2 separate regions of the Zea mays genome follow, and region 2 is linked to region 1. The links are chromatin contacts, called in public Hi-C maps. All regions are on one chromosome and are shown on one strand. The core of a region is the stretch at or near the end of the contact, and the rest is flanking DNA. Distances in the headings are between cores, read along the strand shown. Region 1 holds the start of LOC100283787. Region 2 holds the start of LOC100278365.

What was found. A called contact is a pair of places that touch in the nucleus more often than the background predicts.
Region 2: a Hi-C map of leaf shows a contact between it and region 1, with 8 times the contacts expected there. The contact joins the promoter of LOC100278365 here to the promoter of LOC100283787 in region 1. A contact is called at or near these places in 11 of 25 Hi-C or Micro-C datasets (bundle sheath, ear, endosperm and 5 more) and 2 of 3 datasets of contacts at active chromatin or transcription factors (leaf and seedling).

Annotation. Positions count from the first base shown.
Region 1 is chr10:91,827,423-91,830,402 of Zm-B73-REFERENCE-NAM-5.0, forward strand. It overlaps LOC100283787, which reads right to left and starts at 1,503. Exons shown (of 3, transcript NM_001156686.1): 1 at 1,055-1,503; 2 at 235-334; 3 at 1-133. The coding sequence starts at 1,362.
Region 2 is chr10:92,033,902-92,036,965 of Zm-B73-REFERENCE-NAM-5.0, forward strand. It overlaps LOC100278365, which reads left to right and starts at 1,759. Exons shown (of 1, transcript NM_001346016.1): 1 at 1,759-3,064. The coding sequence starts at 1,858. The coding sequence ends at 2,799.

The DNA of each region.
Region 1 (2,980 bases), core at 253-2,752:
AGTCTGACTTGACTGTGTCGATGGCTTGCGCTAGCTCGTCGATCTTGGCGCCGGTCACCTCCTTCACGACCTTCCCACCCTTGAGGATCTTGAACGTTGGCACAACCTTTATGCCCAGCTCCTTCGCAAGCGGCTGCAACAACAACAACAACAACAGATAAAGAAGAGAAGAGGTAGATCATGCGGCCAATGCAAAGTAATAACTATATATCCTAGCTATGCTAGCTACCTCACCTTGTTGTCCTGGTTGCAGTCGAGCTTCAGGAACACAACATCCAGGTTCTTCTCAGACATCTCCTGGAATTTCGGAGCCATCACTTTGCAAGGCCCGCACCTGCAAATATTGTTAATGAACACACTGCTGTCTCAGATTCTACGTACACAATCATCTAGCTAGTGAGGTGAGATCTATTGTCATTAGAGATCATCACCATAAATTTCTGTTTTTGTTTTTTGGATCAAGGCATGAGAAGCAAACAACTAATAGGTCTGTGCTTGGTTCACCAAACCGATGGTTCATATCTACATAAATTTTATCAACCACACAACATAGAAAATCTTAATTAGTCATGACAATGCATGGTGAAGGTTAATTAATAACAGTGAACCCTTCACGCCTCCATCTATTTTCTGACTGGTATTTTATTACTATACATATTTAGCACTACAATAATAACATGTCCTTTAAAATAAAAAATAAATTTAAATGACTATTTTTTCAATCGAACCATACCATTTCAAGCACCTCTATCGATCACCGAGTCGACATTTGATCTAAACAAATCAAAGTTTTGTGATGTGAGTTCCGTCAGGTCGTCTAATAAGATTGGTTTCTTGGTGTTGTCCTGTTCCACGAAACGTCTCACCGCCATAGGTAAAGATAGAGTAATTAAGCCATATCCTTATCCTAATAATAGAGTAAAAAACACCTGGATTTTAGATTTGTGTCATACCATATCTATTTGTGTGTCTTGATTAGTAGTAAGTAAACTAAAATTCGTTAAAGACCGAATGGAAGAAGAAGAAGAAGATATATATATTGTAGTGTACGCACCATTCGGTGTACATGTCGAGGACGACGACCTTGTCGCCGGCGGCCTCGACGATGGGCCAGAAGGTGTCCTTGTTGACCTCCGTGACCTGCCCGGTGACGGCCTCACATCCCAGACCCACCGTGCTCGTCTCGATCCCGCTGGACCTCACCGGCGCGACTCCCCTCGTCTCGGAGGCCGTCGCCAGCAGCAGGCTCCTCTTCTGGGCCGCGGCCGTCGCCAAGACGGCCGGCCGGCACGTCGTCGTGGAGATTGGCGCCGGCGTGGAGGCCAGCCCGTGGGACGATGAGATTGGTAGGCGCAGGGCCATTGGTCTGGTCTGGTCTGGTATGGTCTGGTCTGGTGGATGGAGGTAGCTGACTAGCTGAGGGTACGGTACTACGGTAGCGGCGGCACTGGCAGGCTGGCGATGATGGAGGGGCAGAGCAAGCAAAGGTGGTGGGCTGTGGCTGTGATTGCTCGCCAGGATTCTCCAAGATAAGCCGCGTGGCGCCAATCACAAACGCGCCATCGTTGCCTGCTAATTTTTGGTTGGGCCGCGGATGACAGGCCCAGAACAAGCCCAAGCTCAGGCACATTTCCCTCTGCTTACGGCGGAACCTAACTTGCAAGCAAGCCGAGGACTTTATAAATCGAGGGACAATAGATTTATGTTTGGTTGGGATTCATGCATGGACTTACTAGGTTATACTGGTTCAGGCTTTCGCCCTAGTCCAGTGTAGTGTTATCAAAATATTGCTTTGAGACGTGTTACAACACGTGTGCTTGTGTGTACAAAGGGAGAGGGACTCCCTTTTATAGTTCAATGGACAGTCTTTACATGAGAGAGTTCTTCAGCTAATGTCTTGTGATGTAGTACGTGGTGGGCCCCTTGGGTCACTCTCAGCCTCTCAGGGCATGCCTCCGTGCGGCATGGTTTCTTCTGATGGTCATGTGATGTCTGTCTCGTCCATCCGACGTGCGAGTCTCTATAGCTTACTCTACGCCTACGGTGCCCGTACCTGATGGGTCCTGCAGAACGTGCTCTTGGTAAGGTTGAGGTTCGTGTTCAGAACAGATTTATCTTCCATCATTGCCATTGTGTCACTGTCCAGCATGCGCGAGTATGCACTAGACATGTTGTCCTGTCCGTATTGTACGTGAGTCGTTACCGTGGAGACTATGTTGTCGTGGCCCCCTTGGTACTGTACGCGTGGCACAAACATGGTTTGGTGATGATGTGTCCTGCTACGGCCGTCGTGGACCAATAACGTCGGCTTGGGTTCCTTCCTTGCGAGTTCGTTTGGCGTGATCTTGGTTGTATGCCACGCCTCGCAGTCTTGCTCAGCGGAGACTTGGTCGTTCACCCCACATCACAGACTTGCTCGGTGGAGACTTTATCGTTCGCCCCGCCTCGCAGTCTTGCTCAGCGGAGACTTGGTCGTTCACCCCGCATCACAGACTTGCTTGGCGGAGACTGCCTCGCAGACTTGCTCATCGAGGATTTGGTTGTACGCCCCGCCTCGCTGTCGTGCTCGGTGAACAGGCTAGAAAGAAGTTTATGGGCCTCGCCATGGGTACCCTATTCCTGGGTACCCGACACGAACCAATCTACTTTATTTACCTTTCTTGCCCTAGGAGTAGATGTAATGTAGCTTTAGTTGTAGCTTTCCACATATCCACACCCACCCCTATTCGACTCTACGTCATCTAGATCCGTCTTGGATGGTCTGCTGACCCTAAGACGACCCTAGGATCTTACCTCTCCTGATGAGCAAGATTTACTTCGTCTACTTCACTCAAGATCTCTTCCTCAAATTGATTACTTAATTTCTAGGTGAGTCTACATCGTCTGGGGACGCCCTGGGTGACCTGCCGACTAGAAGCACCCGAAGATCTCTCCCAAGGGGTGGGGTCTAGGTCCTACGAGGAGAAGAAGATGACCTTGC
Region 2 (3,064 bases), core at 509-3,008, 210 kb after region 1:
GCTGATACATTGTGCTGGTCTGTTCATGAAGTTTTTTTGGCTCCGCTTGTGATTCAAATTGTTGCCTGATGATCAGTTCATGCTCTTCAATCTGTAGCAGTTCACTTTTCCTGTATAAAATGCTGCATTGGATAGTTGGTCATGATCAAGGCTCCAAAATACACTAGCTGTACTGTCACGCAATCCTAGTCTTAATAAACATTCTGCACATCTGCTCAACTAATCAAACAACAGAATTTGGGATTTGTTTGGAACCACCTAGTTTGAAAAAAAAATGGTTTATAGAGACTGATGCAGTTCCAAACATACCAGTTTATCCAAATTGAATTCACAGTTTCTTAAACCAAGAAGCTAGGCTCTCCTACCTAATAAAATAAAAACTGGTTTCTTTAAAACTAGGTTGCTTCCAAACAATACCTTAATTATCTAACACAACAGTTTCTACTAGGTTAGATCTGGTTGGAACCTTTTTTTTTCAAATAAAGTGAATCGTTGCATGTTAAGCTTCAGTCTACACTGGTGTTCCAAGCAAACATTTTAGTCACTTTTTAAAATATGGTGATTATCACTACTTCATGTACAAAGTCTGCCATACTTTTTACCCAGCTAAAAGTATGGTGGACGCTGCAAAAACGACACTTCTTTAGTTCTTGTGTTATTTTATTAAATATGATGATGAGGAGGATATTTGTATCAGGGGCTTTGGTTTTAAGTCTCGCGCTAGGTCATAGAAAACTCAGAACCGGTGCTATAATTAATTATTAGTGGTGTATCTCTTATAGTGCTTATTGAAGGCCTGGAGGGTATCTTGGGTTGCAGATAATTCTGGAAAAAAAATGGCAATAATAAAGTTCTGCGGATCCAAAGATTCTAGAGCTCCAACATGGGAGTGTAAAAAACCTTTTTAAAAAGGGCATGTTGTGTAAGATGGATCGCTACTGGACTGAAGCAAGGGAATGTCTCAATCTTTCCATCCGACGTGCCGGCAACGACGAAGTTGCCACGTCATCCTTCCACCGTGCCGATCCCCTCTGGCCAAGAAAACACGCGAGCCCGGGGGAGCTAGGGGTCGTTTGGGGTTTAGGGTTTCTATCATTTCAAATAATGTTCTTTGTCGGGGAGTAAGGGAAAGAGAAAATAGATATATAATATGTTACTGTTTCTATCATTTTAAATAATGTTCTTTCTTATATAATCCTGATATTGCATTAAAATCTTTAGTGTTGTCTATACTAACATACTACTCTCATTTATATACAGGTATGAGGTTGTATCACTTTTGGTCCTGAGACTTTTATGTACATATTAGTCTGGTGTTTAAACCTTCCTAAAACGGTGTCTATGCAAGAAAAGCTAGGCCACTTTTGATCAACAGACTCATTTGCACCTTGCACACATAAAAAAGGCTCCATCACTTTTGGTCACAAGACTTTTATGTATATATTAACCTGATGTTGAAGCCTTTCTACAACTATGTGTGTATGCAAGGAAAACTGTCACTTCTGGTTAGTAGACTTTTATGTACATATGACTCCCCTGTTGGAACCTTTGTACAACTATACATGCCTATGTAAACTCTTCAGATATATTATTACTGGACACTAAATTATGCTAGCTCAATGTAACTTGCTACTTATTGTAATCTAAATTTGTAGTACTACTGCTACTGCGTTGTTGGTATAAAAAAAAAATTACGCGCGCAGGCGCGCGCGTAACGCACTAGTTATAAAATAATAAAAATTACCAACAATGTCCCTCCTTCCACCGATCCCAGGCCACCCTCCTCCGGAACCCAAACCCAAGCCCAGACCAATCGACCCTGCATCCAAATCTAGGTTTTCGGTTCCCCTCCACAGGATGTCCGACCCCGCCGCTGGAGGCGCCATGGTTCCTGCTGCCGGACGCGGCATCGCATGGGCGAACGGCGGCCCCCGGTTCGGCGACATGGTCTGGGCCAAGGTGAAGTCCCATCCGTGGTGGCCTGGCCATATCTACAGCGTCAGCCTCACCGACGACGAGGAGGTACACCGCGGCCACCGCGACGGGCTCGTCCTCGTCGCCTTCTTCGGTGACTCGAGCTATGGGTGGTTTGACCCCAGCGAGCTCGTCCCCTTCGAGGACCACTTCACCGAGAAGGCGGCCCAGGGCGGCAGCTCCCGCAGCAGCTTTGCCGCCGCCGTGGCCGAGGCCGTCGACGAGGTAGCCCGCCGCAGCGCGCTGGCGCTGCTCTGCCCTTGCGACATTCCTGACGCCTTCCGTCCCCACCCCAGCGACGGCAACTTCTTCCTGGTCGACGTCCCGGCATTCGACACCGACGCTGACTACCAACTCGACCAGATCCGGGCCGCACGGCAGCGATTCGTGCCGCGGAAGGCGCTCAACTACCTGCTGGACGCCGCCGTGACTCAGCGAGACGCGGCGGAAAAAGCCGCGCGCACCGTGCCTGGGATGGAGATGGCCGCGCTGTTCTTGGCGTACCGCCGCGCGGTGTTTTCGCCGATAGACAACACCTACGCCCAAGCTTTCGGGGTGGATCCTGAGCTGGCTCTTGCTGCCGAGCAGAAAGCCGCGGCAGAGAGAGCTCAACGAGGTATCAACAACACTCACATGCTCAATTCTAGCTGTACTGTTGTTCTTGTTACTGTGTACTTGAAATTGATGGGTAAACAATGTTCCTACTGCTTTTATAGATCAAGCAACAATTATTTTGATGTGAATAACGGAGTGGATCTGATTCAAATAGTTTCTATTTCACTTCTGTTTAACTGTTGGTTGCATTTTTTTTATCAACGAGAGTGATTATTGAATTTGGGATGATATTCATGCAGAAACTTGTTGAATAAATTGTTTGTTTCACGGGATTCAGTCCATCTAACCTAGTAAAATATGAGACATGCATATTCACAGATCAATCTGCATTTGTTCTAGAAATTGAACGGCTGTGTGATATAGTATCATATACGTGTCTATACGATACTATCCTGATATGTATGCTGAGTTAGGTCTTTTCTCATTCTAGCTTTTCTCTAGGAAAAAAAACACCATCCATGATCTTGTTGGCATG